2 separate regions of the Mus musculus genome follow, and region 1 is linked to region 2. Evidence: chromatin contacts called from public Micro-C data. All regions are on one chromosome and are shown on one strand. Each heading gives the region's core, a stretch centred on a gene start, on an enhancer-like site or on the middle of the called end of the contact. The rest is flanking DNA. Distances are from core to core; before and after follow the strand shown. Region 1 overlaps Cacna2d4 (calcium channel, voltage-dependent, alpha 2/delta subunit 4). Region 2 overlaps Bms1 (BMS1, ribosome biogenesis factor).

Evidence for each region. Hi-C and Micro-C count contacts between places; a contact is called where the count stands out from the background.
Region 1: a contact with region 2 is called in a Micro-C map of the G1E-ER4 cell line, with 3 times the contacts expected there. The contact joins two enhancer-like sites. A contact is called at or near these places in 2 of 39 promoter capture datasets (cranial neural crest and pre-B cells), 2 of 484 Hi-C or Micro-C datasets (the G1E-ER4 cell line and cortical neurons), 1 of 115 datasets of contacts at active chromatin or transcription factors (large pre-B cells) and 1 of 9 other capture datasets (embryonic stem cells).

What each region holds. Positions count from the first base shown.
Region 1 is chr6:119,343,939-119,351,613 of GRCm38.p6, forward strand. It overlaps Cacna2d4 (calcium channel, voltage-dependent, alpha 2/delta subunit 4), which reads left to right. Exons shown (of 38, transcript NM_001033382.3): 31 at 29-104; 32 at 590-642; 33 at 1,106-1,158; 34 at 1,492-1,512; 35 at 3,196-3,313; 36 at 4,788-4,900; 37 at 5,157-5,239; 38 at 6,093-7,675. The coding sequence ends at 6,197. Among named protein-coding and RNA genes, the nearest start is that of Lrtm2, 17 kb to the left of the region's middle. Within about 2 kb of position 2,618, at least 51 of the 459 cell types and tissues checked have an H3K27ac peak or open chromatin away from gene starts, as enhancers often do. A contact at or near this core is called in the G1E-ER4 cell line, where this site is marked.
Region 2 is chr6:118,409,199-118,416,455 of GRCm38.p6, forward strand. Bms1 (BMS1, ribosome biogenesis factor) reads right to left here. Exons shown (of 23, transcript NM_194339.1): 5 at 4,533-4,721; 6 at 3,881-4,023; 7 at 2,757-2,878; 8 at 2,284-2,477. Among named protein-coding and RNA genes, the nearest start is that of Bms1, 6.6 kb to the right of the region's middle. Within about 2 kb of position 1,498, at least 5 of the 459 cell types and tissues checked have an H3K27ac peak or open chromatin away from gene starts, as enhancers often do. A contact at or near this core is called in the G1E-ER4 cell line, where this site is marked.

The DNA of each region.
Region 1 (7,675 bases), core at 1,368-3,867, 940 kb after region 2:
TCAGGCACAGTTTGTTTCTGCATTTCAGTGTGACCATGTATGACTACCAGGCCATGTGCAAGCCCCCAGATCATCACCACAGTGCGGCCGAATCCCTGTTCAGTGTGAGTGTCACCCCAGGCCTTCCCTCTACCAGGGCACATCCTCTACTGTGTCCTTGAGGACATCACTTGGTCCCATTCTCATCCAGCCTCAGACCTCTGGCTCAGGCTCCTTGGGACTCTGGCCTGATGCTGCTCATCCCGTCCCCCGGGGCTGTGGGGCTGTCCTGTCCTCGAGGGGATGGTACTGAGAAGACAGTGGTGTCCAGACACTAAGAATACATCCTTCCCTCCCAGCCTGATGTTGAGATCTTCAGGGGTCCTCATCTCTGACCCTCCAGAGATGGGAAATGACCAGACACCTGAAGGGCTTGTCAAAGCCCACTGTGGGGTGTCTGACCTACACAAGGCTCTTGTGCAGGGTGGCTGTCATGCAGAAGGAGCACTCTGCTTTGGAGCTCCCTCTGCGGGGACAGGCAGGTGGGATCTGGAGGGTGGCTCTGGTGACATCACCTGCTGTTTCCCTGAAGTAGTTCTGCTCTCTCCAGCCTCTCTCTGCCTTCTTGATGGTGGCCAGGTGGCTACTGCATGAATGTCTCCTGTGAGTAGGGGTTAAGTGAAGAACCGCCCATACCGGGGTGGGGGTGGGGGGGTCAGGAGAAGGAAGAAGTTCCTGAACCATGAGCTGGATCATGAGACTGGGATCAAAGGAGAGGGCTCATTGTAGATGGGGCATGAATCGTGGGTTGGGGGGGGTGGGGTCCAAAGTGAAGAGAACTCCCTTTGTGGGAGGACTGGGTCATGATTAGGGGTGACAGGTAGGAGGGGACTCCCTTGCATATGGAGACCAGAGCATGAGGATATCCTTAAAATGGCAGCCAGTGACCTAGAAGATAGCCTGGCTCCCTGGCCAAGGGAAGAGGGAGGCATGCCACACCACCCGATCTCCTCTGTCACTCATGCCCTCATGCGGAAAGACAGGTCCCTGCAGGTGGCAGCTAGATGCAATGGCATCTCAAGACCCACACAAGCCAGCCCCCAAGACGGTGTTCTGTATCCTGCAGATTCCTGTTAGAGTGGAGTGCCTGGGGATCTTGGCAGGACAAAGGGTCAGAGGGTAAGTGCGAGGAGGCAGCTGTGGGCAGCACTTTGGTAAGCTCCTTGGAAGGCTTTTGTCTGGGGTCAGTGACAGCAGGGTGGGTGTCGAAATGTTCATGTTCATAATCTCATCTCATTCATCTCCTCCCCCTCACTCCGGGCTCCCTTACCTCTGTGTGTGACGTCACATCACCTCTGAACACCTTCGCTCCGTGTGACATCATCACTGCTTCATGACATCATCACCGCCCTATGACATCATTGCCACCCTATGACATCATCTTGCCCTCATGTGGTCCTGTGCCTTTCCTGTGCCATGTCCAACCCTGTGGTGGGCTCATGCCCTGAGCAGCCAAATCTGTCTTCCATCACTGTAAGTAATTCTGACTGAAAGATCCTACCGTATCCGGGTATACCAGGGAGCCACACAGGCTCGCCTTTAAGCCTGAACCCAGGGAGTGAGCACAGACAAGCTGAGTTCTTTATCTGGTCCTTTATCCTAGGACACTCCTTGATTGGGAGGGTCCCCAAACCCTTAATCCACTTTAAAGCCCTTTCCTTTCTGGGAAGAAAGGAAAGACAGAGTTCCAGCCGTCTAAGTACAGCCCTGCCTTAGGAAACAGCCATCTCCTCTCAAGAGGCTCCAGTTATGTAGCGGAGATGCTACTAGGTCACCCCAGAGACAAAAGCATTGTCACCTGTGCCCAGGTATCTGCCAGCCTCGACAAGGCTCAACACTTGAACGAAAGAAATTGTGCCTAAGGCCAAAGCACCTCAAAGACAATGACAGGCTGAGGTGGCCTTAACACAAAGCAAAGGGAAACTTTGTCCCAGCTGCTGTTGATGCTTGCTGTCAGCCTGGGAAAGGACATCTGTTCTTTACAAACCAAGAGACACACATGGCACCTGGGTCCTGGAGATGTGGGGCTCCTAAGCCATAAAGATGCCTGCCTTCAGCCCACCCTGCTCAACAGTCTCAGGGTTCTGGATATCTGGTACCAAGAAGGCTCCCACTGCCTCATTTGGCTTTCTTATACAAACGATGCCCCCCCCCCAACCCGCTTCGTTTCCCTTCCACCCCTCTGGTTGCTACTGACCAAGGCAGGTCCTTGGGCTCACACTTCCTGGATCTGGTCTCCTTCATGATTCCTGGCTGTGGTGGGAAGTCACCTCCAGCAGTTCTCACGGGGCCTTGCTGGAATCGTGACAGAAGCTGTGTGTTACAGTCTGCTCACTCACGTTAGCCTCAGGATGCAGTCAGTCATGCTCCTCCCGCCTGCATGCTCCGTAAGTCCCTTCTGCCAGGACACCTCAAGGAAGCCACCTGGTCCTGCCACTGGTGACTCTGATAGGTTTCAGCAACGGAATGCCCTCTCCAATGACAGGAAAATAGCCCAACCTTAAGCCTAGTAGGAGAGCCCTGTTTGAGGCTTCCAGCCTCTGACGCCAGGTGCCCAGTAGCATGAACAGGAAGTGAAGTTGGCTGAACCCCGTCTGCTCTCCCAGCCCACAGGAACTGTTTAGCCTGAAGCCTGCCTCTCCTCTTAGCCTCATTGTCTGTGAGGGAAGCGTCCGGGTCCAGGCATGGAGACCTGTGACTCTCCTCCTCACTCCTTGTGTGACCTTGCAAAAGCAGCGTCCTGATTGCACCCCATTTCTGGGTGTTTAATATGGTTCCTGCTGCCTTCCTTCCCTCTCCTCCTTCCCTGCTGGGCTGTAAAGGGTAAAGTGTGTTGATGCATCAGGACCTCAGTGCTGCGAGGTGCCCACGAGTGCCCGGGGATAAATCTCAAGGGCCCTGGGAAGGGCAACATGGCAGTGTAGCAGGGCTTCCCCACTCCACAACAGCGCAGCAGGGCCTCCACACTCCACAGCAGCATAGCAGAGCCAGGGCAAGGCCTCTACTCTCTACAGCAGCGTGGCAGGGCCTCCACGCTCTGCTGTACCCTTTGCCGAGTGCTGGTCCGCTGTATCCCCAACCCTTGTAGATGGGTTCCCTAAGGCCTTCTGTGATGTGTGGTAACCCTCCTCACACACATTCCTCTGTCACCCACAGCCCACAAGCACAAGAAGCAGGACCTGCTGCACCCCTGTGACACAGAGTACCCAGTGTTCGTGCATCAGACGGCCATCCAGGAAGCCAATGGCATCATCGAGTGTGGGGGCTGCCAGAAGTAAGTCTCCAGGCAGCCACGGAATCCGGCCAACGGCGTCTTGCCCTTGGCACCCATAGGAAAGTCTCCACAGGAGGAAAGGAGTCCCTTTCATCTCAGAGAGGAGTTGCCCTTCTCGGTATCCTGATCTTCAGTGCAGCAAAAACCCAGACTGGAGCAGAGGGGAGGGGAGTGGGTGTGGACAGTTTGGTTGTCTGCTTTAGGAGACACAGGGCCAAGGATCCAGAGACCAATTCCCAAGTCAGTGAGTCGAAGTCCAAGGCCACGGGGTCTCTCTTGGAAACCCCTGCAGGCTTGCTTCCCCTCCGCTCAGAGCAAGGTAGCGTCAGGGCCTTGAACACTTATGTGACAGGCTGGGAAAGAGGCAGGACGTTCTGCCCCGTACAGAGCAGGAACTATGTGCAGGACTGGGGTGTTCTCAGCAAAGGCACAGGGTAGGAGTAGGAGCCTTGGTTGGAGCTGTCAGAGCCTGGGGCATCGCCAGGCCAAGTCTTGAATTTCTAAGCAGAATCCAGTCAGGCTAGCTCCTGGGTAAAAGTCCCTAGCTTCATCCAGACCAGCTTGGAAGGCCACACCTACTGACTTCCCACGCTAAACTTTGAAGAAACCAACCTAGAGGCATCTGTCCCAACCCAGGAGGACAGTACCTCCAGGGACCTCCCTTGGCCAGTCTTGCAGCTTACTGGGGCCACCAGGATGTCTGGGGAACCAAAGAGCTAGGCCAACTATTGTGTAAGCTCAGATTGTGGCGCTAGACAGATCTAGGTTGCCGCCTCTTCATCATGTGTAACATCTTAAGTACACATACAGCAGCCTTCCTGGGGCTAACACTATTGGCGTGCTTATGTCGGGCTTTAAGGAACCATTGAGGGGATAGTAGAGAAGAAGGGCTTCCCAGCAGACAGACTTGACTCTGCCTTTGATCCTTTCCATCTCTAGTCTTAACTGCAGACAAGCTTCTAGCCTGTTTTGTCCTGTGCACAATGGGAACTATACCAAGTTCACATAATGGTGTAATGGCCACATGTGAGTTTATATGTGTGCTATATACTTACTTGTGTGTGTCTAACATCACCCACCCCATACAAAATGCTTGGTGATAACCTTCCTAGCTGTGTATGTAACACATAAAGACCTTTTCCTACCCCCCAACCCAAGCTATATATAGGAGCATTGGTGCCATCTTGTGGCCAAGCCCAGAACTGCAAATTCTCTGGCTCTAACAGAGGTAATATGCCTGTTTGCTGGAAATGATCCCTGTGGGTGTTAATGACAGCTCCTTCTTCACCCTCTCCAGGCTACTGGGAATGGAGGGGTGGCATTGTGACGGTTCATGTAAAAGTACTGAGCTATTGGTCTCAATATTCCTGGGACTGCCTGTCCTTCCCAGGGCTCCAGAAGGTCTCTCCCCAGAGAACTTCTCCTGGAGGCTGCACTTCCTGCGACTCAGAGCCCATTGCCCTCTCTGCTGCAGGACATTCGTGATGCAACAGATTCCCCGAAGCAACCTGCTCCTGCTCGTGACAGACCGCACCTGTGACTGCAGCGCCCACTCTCCCATCCTCCAGGAGGCCACAGAAGTCAAATATATCCTTCCCACCCTCCAAGGGGAAGGGGGTGGCTGAGAGATCATAGAGCAGCTCAGATTTGGGTTGCAGAGTCCAGCTTCTCACTGTCCTCCCTTGCATCCAGCACCATGATGGGGGAGGGGGAGGAGGGAGGAGGGGGAGGGGGAGGGAGCGGCCCAGCCTGTACCTGCTTGCTGGGCCACTGACCTCACAGATCTTGACCTTCAGGATCTCTGGAACTGTGGAGAGTTGTACCTTGACAGTGAGCTCCGCACATAATGCCTCTGTCAAGTGTGACAGGATGCGCTCCCAGAAGCCCCGGAGACGACCAGGCTCCTGCCATGCCTTCCATCCAGAGGTGCGGGCTATGAACTAAGAGGCTTGGCCTTTGACCCCTAGTTTTGTCCTGTGTGTGGCTTCTTGGGACATGAGTATTTCTGGACTATGTGTCTATCATGCTGGGGGAGCCCTGCATCCACAATGATGTTGTGTGATACACAGAATAAGGAGCAGTGGCAAGCAAGGATGTTCCAGGTCAGTTGGGGGAGGGGGAGGGGCAAAGGAAAGCAGACAGAGAGAAAGGGAAAAGGACCCAAGGGCATCTGTACTTCTAGGGCCTGGAGCCCAGTAAGCTTCCCCTCACATCCTTCCTGACTTCTGAGACACCTCAGCGCTACTTACCATGACTTAGCTAATGACAATAGCGACTGGTATCTATTAACCCCTAAGCCAGGGACCTTACTACCCAGTCTCTGCTGGGTGTGGCTGCCTTTACAAACTACCTCCCTAGAGGGGCTCCTGGAGATGACAGCTGTTCCACACAATTATGAGAGGAAGGCCCTAAAGATTTAAGCAAGTAGTCTCTACTGTCCCTAGAAGATTGAAGAAAGGCAGGTTTCTTCTCATCTTTGAAACCTCGCCGAGCCAGGCGTGGTGGCGCACATCTTTAATCCCAGCACTGGGGAGGCAGAGGCAGGCGGATTTCTGAGTTCAAGGCCAGCCTGGTCTACAGAGTGAGTTCCAGGACAGCCAGGGCTACACAGAGAAACCCTGTCTGGGGCGCGGGGGGGGGGGGGGGGGAGAATCTGAAACCTCGCCATCTCCAGGCGAGGCTGGAAGCAGGCTCTTATTTTGTCTGTGTGCACCCATGCTGTACATGCCAGACCTTGGCCACCTCTCTCCTAATGCTCCTTACCCCTCTGGCTTTTTAGGAGAATGCCCAGGACTGTGGCGGTGCTTCAGACACTCTGCCTTCATCCCCTCTGCTCCTGCTATCACTGGGGGCCTGGCTGCTTCCACCCCAGCTTCTGTGGTGACTCCATCCCATCTGACTTTCGCAGAAGGGGGACCTTACAGGACATTCTACAAAGTTACCGGCTTATGAAGGCCCCTCACTGCTGTGGGATGTCTCCTGTTTCAGTCCTGGGGCTACAAGTCTCTGCTTCTTAGAGATTGCTAGAGGGATCTCCAAGGCTCTTCAAGTCTTCTACTCTTGTCTCAAGTGAAGGAAGGACAGAAGTTCATTACTCCAGTTTACCAAAGGGTCACCCATTTCCCTGGCTGATCTGCTGATCCGAGGAGTTCTGGAGGCTGGAATTGAGCGGCGAGGCCCATGTAGAGGCTGTGGCAAGAGTGTGCTTGCCACCAAAGGGAAGGTGCTTTTATCCATCAGATAGTGCAGAGGACAGGCAGAGGGAGAGACAAAAGACTAGGGAAGGGACCAGAAGAGGAGGGAAGAAATGGAAAGGAAGCTGGGCGTGGTGGTTCACACTTTCAATCCCAGCACAAACGGAAACAATAGGAACGCAATGGATATTAAGTCCTGCGAGCTGTCATTAGCTACCTCTGAAGAGTCTCAACCTTTTTACACTAATGATCTGGAGAGCGGGCAGGGGTGTATGGGAGGAGGTGGAGGGGAAGGGAAGGGATAAATGCTGTAATTATAATCTCAGAAAGGGAAAGAAAAGCTTTTAGGATGAGCTCTGCAGCTGCTGCACTGGGCCAAGCACCAGTGTGGCACTGGACAGGCATGATCCTGAGGAGGTGGCGAGAAAAAGCAGAACCGAGACTCGCGCCTCACAGACTAAAGGAAGGAGCCAGGTGAGGTCTCCAAGAGCCATAGTGGGCTTTCTGTGGCTCACAATGTACAAAAGAAACCAGACTGTTGCTGGGGAAAGTCCTGGAGGCTGGAAACAACACATAATCATTGCCACAATGCCCAAGTGAACACACACACACGCCCGTGCGCACACATTTGTGTACCTGTTTGTACAAAGATGTGGAGGCCAAAGGTAATATTGGCCGTTTTCCTCAATTACTCCTTTAATTTTTTTTTTAGATAAGATCTCTCACAAAATCTGAGTCCTCCAATTCATAGCTGGCCAGCAAGCCCCAGAAGCCCTTCTGTCACTGTCTCCCCAAGGCTGGGACTGCAAGCATGCCCCGCTGTAGCCCTACTGTTGGAATAGTTCAGGAACCTAACTTGGGCCCTCATTCTCCACTAGCTGAACCTCTCAAGCCCCGCGTATCTATCTTTTAAATCAGGAACCTAAACTGGCAGCCGTGGTGCACGCCTTGAATCCCAGGACTGGGAGGCAGAGGGAGGAAGATCTCTAAGTATGAGGCTAGCCTGGTCTATAAAATGACAGACACCCAGGGCTACACAGAAACCTTATCTTGAAGATAAAAAAATAAATAGAAAAAGAATAAAAGCTAAAACTTGGAGAAGGGAAACTGGTTCTAAGTCTCGGCTTTGTGTAGTAGGAGGCAATGTACCTAGCACCAGCTAGCACTC
Region 2 (7,257 bases), core at 248-2,747:
AGAGTTTCATCAGGAAAGGAGAGTGGCTATGAGGGAGGGAAGCACGTGTGAGAACTGCTAAAATCCATCACATACACATGCCAGAACAAGTCACAGTTAGGTAAAACATGTCAGCAAAAGAGGAGGACTTACTGAAAAGGCGTCCACTAGGGTGAGGGACGAGAAAGTAATTGGGGTGATATATAATATACACATATATAAAAATATCAAATAAGTATTTCAAAACAAGAAGAGTATCTCAAATGTCTTTTTTTTTTTTTTAAGATTTATTTATTTATATGTAAGTACACTGTAGCTGTCTTCAGACACTCCAGAAGAGGGAGTCAGATCTCATTATGGATGGTTGTGAGCCACCATGTGGTTGCTGGGATTTGAACTCCGGACCTTCGGAAGAGCAGTCGGGTGCTCTTACCCACTGAGCCATCTCACCAGCCCCTATCTCAAATGTCTTAAAAACACATGTGGCTCTAACCTAGGGACGTTCAACAGGAAAGGAGGATAATTAACAAAGGATGCTTAGTAAAGCCTCAAGAAGTCACTATTTTATATCTACCTAAATTGTTCATAACACATACAAGTACATGTACATGTATCTCTCTCTCACACACACACACACACACACACACACACACACGCACCCGATTAAAGATCTTAAGTGAAGTATGCCACTTAGTGTGACACTGTTCTCCACAAGAGCCACAGGCTATCTAACAAAACCCCAATACCCAGGATGAGACATTTCCACCTGAGTGGTTGGTCAGGGGAGTCCAAGTGACTCCTACAATATAGGCCATTGCTGTTGCCCTTGGTTGCTTCTCTGAGGTTGAAGGTCCCTATTGCCAAAGATACTGCATACTTAGGGCACAGAAGTCAGAGGATTCAAACTGGATCCAACCTGAAAGCTCCTTCCTAAGGCCTAGCTTTCATAGCACCAGAAAATACTAAGCAAGCCAAGAGAAGGAAGCAACGAATAGTCCTGCCCAGCTGTGATGCCAATGAAGCACAACAATGACGAATGTAGCAAGATGTTCCTAAAAGTGTAATTCCAAAACGTATATCTGGCCAATAACCTACAGCTGCCTAACTGGACTTAAGGCCTGATCAATTGGAGGGAAACCATGCCTGGCAGTGGCAAGCTAACCAACTAGGGGCTAATAAGTCATAGATTTTAGAGGACTTACTACTACCACTTCACTACACCAGCAAGACTATCAAGTGCATTCTAAAACATATCCTTATCCCCACAGACAAGGGTAGCTATCACACCCCATCAAAGGAACCTCTCTTTATACCAAATAGAGACCATTATAGAAAGCTATAAACTGCCCACAATGCCAGTTCAACAGATCAACAGATTGGTTGAGAGCCCAGTCCTAACAGACATATCTACACTACAACTCCTGACCTAAGGTTCACAGAACATCTAAGAGGGTGCAGAAAGATTTCTAAGAACCCAAGTCCCTGGAGTTCTGTGGATAAGACTGTTTCCTAGAAATGACAGGGAAGCTACAGCCCTGAAACCTCAACAATATGGCTGCCTAATCAAGACTGCACAAGGATACCACCAATAGACATGCTAATGTGGTGGGGGAACCTCACGTCCCATCAGCAGACAAAGAACTACAAGCAACTGATGCCTGCTGAGGGAGAAAGAGTTAGTCTTACCCAGAGATGAGTCCCCTAAGTAATTATCCCATACAATGTGGTTAGCCCGAAACTCAAATACACGCAAATACCATCAAATGGACTCAGTTATACTTATATATGTGTATTTACACACAAGAATATATTTATAAGCAACAATAATAATCAAAGAAAAAGAGGCCAGATATTTAGGGAAGAGGGAATTGAAGGAGTTGGAGGAAAAGGGAAGAGGGAATGTGATTTAATTTTGATTTTTAATAAAAACATCACCAATTACTTACACAGACAAACACACTCATTCGTACATACCACCCCACCCAGGGTTATAAAAGAGATAGACAGACTGACTGACTGACTAAAGGAGCACTGTAGACCTAGAAAGCACTGCAGTCTTCTAGGAAGACGAGCGCGGACAGGCATCGTGCTGGCAGTCGTGCCAACAACTGAGCACTTCAAATCTGAAGAGTATGAAGGATAGTATTTGTATTTTCTCTTGGTTCAATGGAAAGAAAACACTTTTATAATCAGTTGTTTTATTATAAACTTCAATTAAAAGAAAAAAGCTTCAGTAAGAATATGAACACGCTATTTGATAGGAAAAGATTCGTGGAGAATAATTCAGAAGAGAGCACTTCTTACCGCTGCCTGGAAGCCATGGCTGCCACCTAGGTCGACATAGACAGCATCTTTGTCGTACAGCACACCCCCAACCCCAGAGAGAGGCGCGTAAACCAGTTTCTCCTTCTCATTCAAACAGCGCTTCTTCTGCTGTTCCGGAAGAGCGCAGGGGTCTGGGAGAAAACTGACATCACTGGCGACAAAATCCCCCACGCCTGGAAGACAGAACCCAGGAAGCAACTTGGCAACAAGTCAAACATTCAGAAAACAAACCGGTATCGACTACTGGAAAAACATTCCCGTGTTTGAAGGCACGAGGCAGGACACAGAAAAGGCACTAAGCAGTGGGCCTTGCTAGCTAGATAACTGCACTCAATCAGCACTTGGCAGATGATGCATAGCTGGGTTATCTTTAAAAATTCCAGAATACGGCTCTGCCTTGCTCAGTGTGACAAGAGGGTGACAAACATCAAGTGCTTTAGAGCAGACGATACCTGGCATGTGGATCTGGCTGTTATTTTTCAGGTAGGCCCCTCGTAAATAACCATAAAGAGACACCTTTCGGTCACACTTGACGTTTGTGCGGATAGCCTCAGGATTTGTCAAGTCTTCCATCCTAGGAAATAAAATACAGTCACATGGCAGGAAAGAACATAAAAAGTACGTATACTTCTCTTCATGTGTTGACAACTCCTGTTCACAGACTGAGAGCCTGTGCTCTCAGTGGTTCAACACTGGGCAGCAAGATCAAACCCAGAGCTTGATCTCAAACACCACAAAACCAAGCCTCGCTCCTTAAACACATCATTCAGAAAACTACAAAACCCAGAAACAAGGAAGCAAGGGCTGCACCACAGGACAGGCAGCCAAGCATGACTGCTTCCACCGGGCTCCGCAGATACGCGATGCACTCCACAAGGCACTTCTAAGGGAGACGACAGACACCCTCACTGGGTCAGGGAAAAGCAGAGCACAGGCTCAGAAACATTCTTTACTGGAAAGTTAAGATTGGTCTGCTGGCTGAGGCCTTTGGTGAGCTTGGATTCCTCTAAAGAATGGTACTATGGGGTAAGAAAGCTTGAAGAAAAACACAAAACAGGTGCTGGGTGACTAGAGCCCTGGGCACAAGGACACCATCGCAGATGCCCCAAAATCTTTCCTTTTTCTATTATCTGCATTTTTTGTGTTGTTAAGGAAAAAAAAAAGTCAGATAGCAGTGACAATGCCTTTAATCCCGAGGCAGAGGCAGAGGCAGATGCAGGAGGCAGGAGGCAGAGGCAGGCGGGTCCCTGAGTTCAAGGTCAGCCTGGTCTATAGAGCAAGTTCAAGGACAGCCAGGGCCACACAGAGAAACCCGGTCTCAAAAAAAAAAAAAAAAAAAGCCAAACAAAACAATAAAGATGAGGAAAAAGAAAACAAAAGGACAATGTTGGAACTCAGCCCTCTATGCATTGATCTGTACTCCAAACACTGCAAACATTCCATAATTATCCACTCCAAAGCATCGCACCTTCCGGTGATGCAGGCAATAGGTACTATCACTGACCTTTCTTAAATCTTAAAATTTGAGTTAAAAAGAAACAGACCAGGAAGAAAGAAATTCACACTAGTATTTTACCTGTCTGCCAAGATGTAAGGATGAGAAGTCTGCCATGTGAGAGGCCTAAACTTCATAACTGTAATAAACCGGCCCAGGTTGTGAATCTCTTGGTTCTGATACTCTCCATGCACCATTCCAGAAAGGTAGAATAGCTTGGCGCCCTAAACAGAAAAAAAGAAAGAATGAATGTCAATTAAACCTATGTCAATAGCATAGAAAGCAAGGTCAATGGAAGTTACTGTTTGGTGTTTTCAAAGCTGGCTGCCTTCTTCAGCATGTGTCACGTGAAGGCCTCACAAAGCAAACTCCTCTCAATTAAGCACTGGCATATGTGGAGAAGGCACGGAGATTCCTGAGCAGAGAAAGGATTTTGTGACCAACAGGCCACAGCGGTACAAAAAGGAGAAGTGGTAGGTCCTGGTCCTTAGCTAGCAGAGACTTCTGAAGCACTGCATCAAACCATGACCAACAGAGTGCACTGTCTCATGTGTATGCACAGAAGCAAACTCGATACACCAAGAGGACCTGACAAAGACCATGTGGAGGGAACAGGCCAAGGGCTACAAACACATGCATACAGGAACACCCTAGAGCTGTTATGAATAGCTCTTCACTCTGGCTACTTTAAAGGACTAAAACTGATAGGATCCAATAATAATTTTCCTCCTACCGGGTAGACTTCTGTCCAGAATCTGTGCTTTAAACGCTTCTTTGTCTTCTTAAGTTGCTTGTTATGCTTGAAGGAGTCCAAATGGGTGAGAACTCCCATAATTTTAGGAAAGCCATGTACTTGACAGATGTTTAGAAACTCAAATGTCTCCATCTCAAACCCAAAGCTGGCATCTATAAGCATTAGCACCTAAAAACAGAACACAATTTCTCAATGAAGCCATGAAAATACTTCCCCCCAGACCAAGAGTCAGCAAATTATGGCCCATGGTCACATCAAGCCACTCACTTGTTTTCTTAAATATTCAAAAGAATGTCACAAAAGATATCTCCATTAACATTCATATCCTCAAATTTACAAAATTATTAGTATTTCAGTCATTTTAAAAACACAAGGCTTATTCTACATTGTACTAAGAGTAACACTTGAGTAACTCCCAAATTTAAATATATATATATTTAAAAATCAGTATAGGTTGATGTGGTCAGAGAGAGATGGCTGAACAGTTAGAGCATTTGTTTTTACAGAAGACCCAGGTTCAATTCCCAGCACCCACATGGCAGTTCACAAACATCTGTAACTCCAGTTCTAGGGGATGCAACACCCTCTTGTCACCTCTGCAGGCACCAGATGTGCAAAGGGTGCACAGAGTCACATGCAAGCAAACCATTCATATACATAAAATAAAATAAAATAAAATAATCTTAAACACACACACAAACACACAGTTCTGTTATCCTTAAGGGTCAGCTTTAAAAAAAAAAAAAGTAGTGAAAACCACCAGTTCAAAAGCCCCTCAGGCTCTGTGTGTTTCCTGTAATTAGTACTGTATAGGTTTTCTATTGCTAAACCCTGACCATAGCATAACCAGTAAGACTGGGAATCCTATGGAATGTACAGTTGCCAGAGAGACGTGGGGAAATCACCAACCATCTTCCCAGCTGTGACCCCAGCTACCATGTTGGCCTGCCAGGCAAGTCATGTTCACACTCAGATGGCCACTGTGCGGGTAATCAACTGCTGTTTGACTGGATCTGAGGCCAGTTCTATAGAACTCAGGCCTAGCACTGTAAACCTGGTTGAGAGCCTGTGGCTGGAGAGGTCACAGGCTCTCGAGGAGAATCTACTGCTGGTGTTTTGTTAAAAGGACACAGTGTCAGACTGCCCTCTAAGTAGTTATATTTATGGGAGACAGAGACATGGAGTATTCTGAGTTTGGGGTTAGCCTGGTATATATAACAGGTTATAGGCCAGCACTCAGGGCTCACAGTTAGACCCTGTGTCAGGAATCAAAAATGAAACAAAACAAAATACAAACAAACAAACAAACAAGAAAATTGATTAGTCTGACTCTTATCCTTTTTCAGAGATCCTTTTTGCAAGTGGTGGCAGTTAATAATTCATGGCTGGTCAAACAACTGTAGAATGCATGCCCTAAACAGGACATCAGTGTTACTGTACCTCCTTCTCCACAGCTCAGGAGTACTGCAGAAGACAGGGTGAAAGGATAAAAAGCCACAAGTTGGGGAAGAGTGTACTCAAAAACTCACTGTGACCTGGACAAGACTGAGACCATCAGCATTCCTTCATGTACTATGGGAAGTTACTGGATGCTGGGAAGAGGAGCCAGGGTTCCAGTAAAGAACCTGACTCACATAAGCAGTCATAATTAAGCACAGTGAGTCAAATAAATCCTTAACTAAGTAGCTATAAAGTCATCAGCTAAGGTGGGTGGCAGACACCTTTGCTCCGGCACTCAGGAGGCAGAGGCAGGTGGATCCCTGAGTTTGAGACCAGTTTAGTCTACATAATGAGCTTCAGGACAGTCAGGGCCATACAGAGATGCCCTGTCTTAAAAAACAAAACAAAATAAAACAAAACAAAAACTCAAAAAGGCATCAAAGGGGTCTCGTTGGGAGGATTTCAGTAGGAGAGGGGGAGTTACGGGATAATGGAGGATAAAAACCACCCAATTCTGTATACAAACGTGGGAAGCATTCAAACAGTGAGACAACGAAGATCCTACAAAACGAAAACTTATGCTCAAAAAGAAAAGGGAATGGCGATTCCCGCTCAATCCTAGCACCTGTCTTAATCCCAGCACTCAGGAGGCAGAGGCAGGTGGATCTCTGCGTTTGAGAACAGCCTGGTCTACAGAGTAGTTCCAGGACAGCTAGGACTACAGCGAAATCATGTCTCAAAACAAAACAAGAAAGAAATAGGAAGGGTTCATCCCAAAACAATGACCTTAACTGTTAGGAGCCTCAATTTCATTATACGTAAAGTGCACATAATACCTGAAGGAGCACATTAGTGGTTATGTGAACTAAATTGACAGAAAGCCGTTAGCATAGTATCTAGGAAGCATTCAAGAAATGGCAGGCATTGTGCAAGCAAGTATATGTGTGCGTGCATGTGTGCACTGACAATCTTGTCTTATACATGTATATGTGTATGTATGTATCGATATAATCCTGTCTTGTACATATGTGTGCATGTGTGTATCATATACTAATATTGTCCAATATTTTCTCACCCTATGCATTTCTTTAGGTTTGAGAATGTGTTCATGCACATTCCATTTTTTTGACAGTATCAATGGTTGCCATAATTTCAACCACTTCTATCCTATCTTTCCTGAATAATCACAAGTATTTCCTTGCAAATGAGATAAATAACCCATCACATTGTCACACTCTCCATTGGGAACCCAGGTCACCCTATT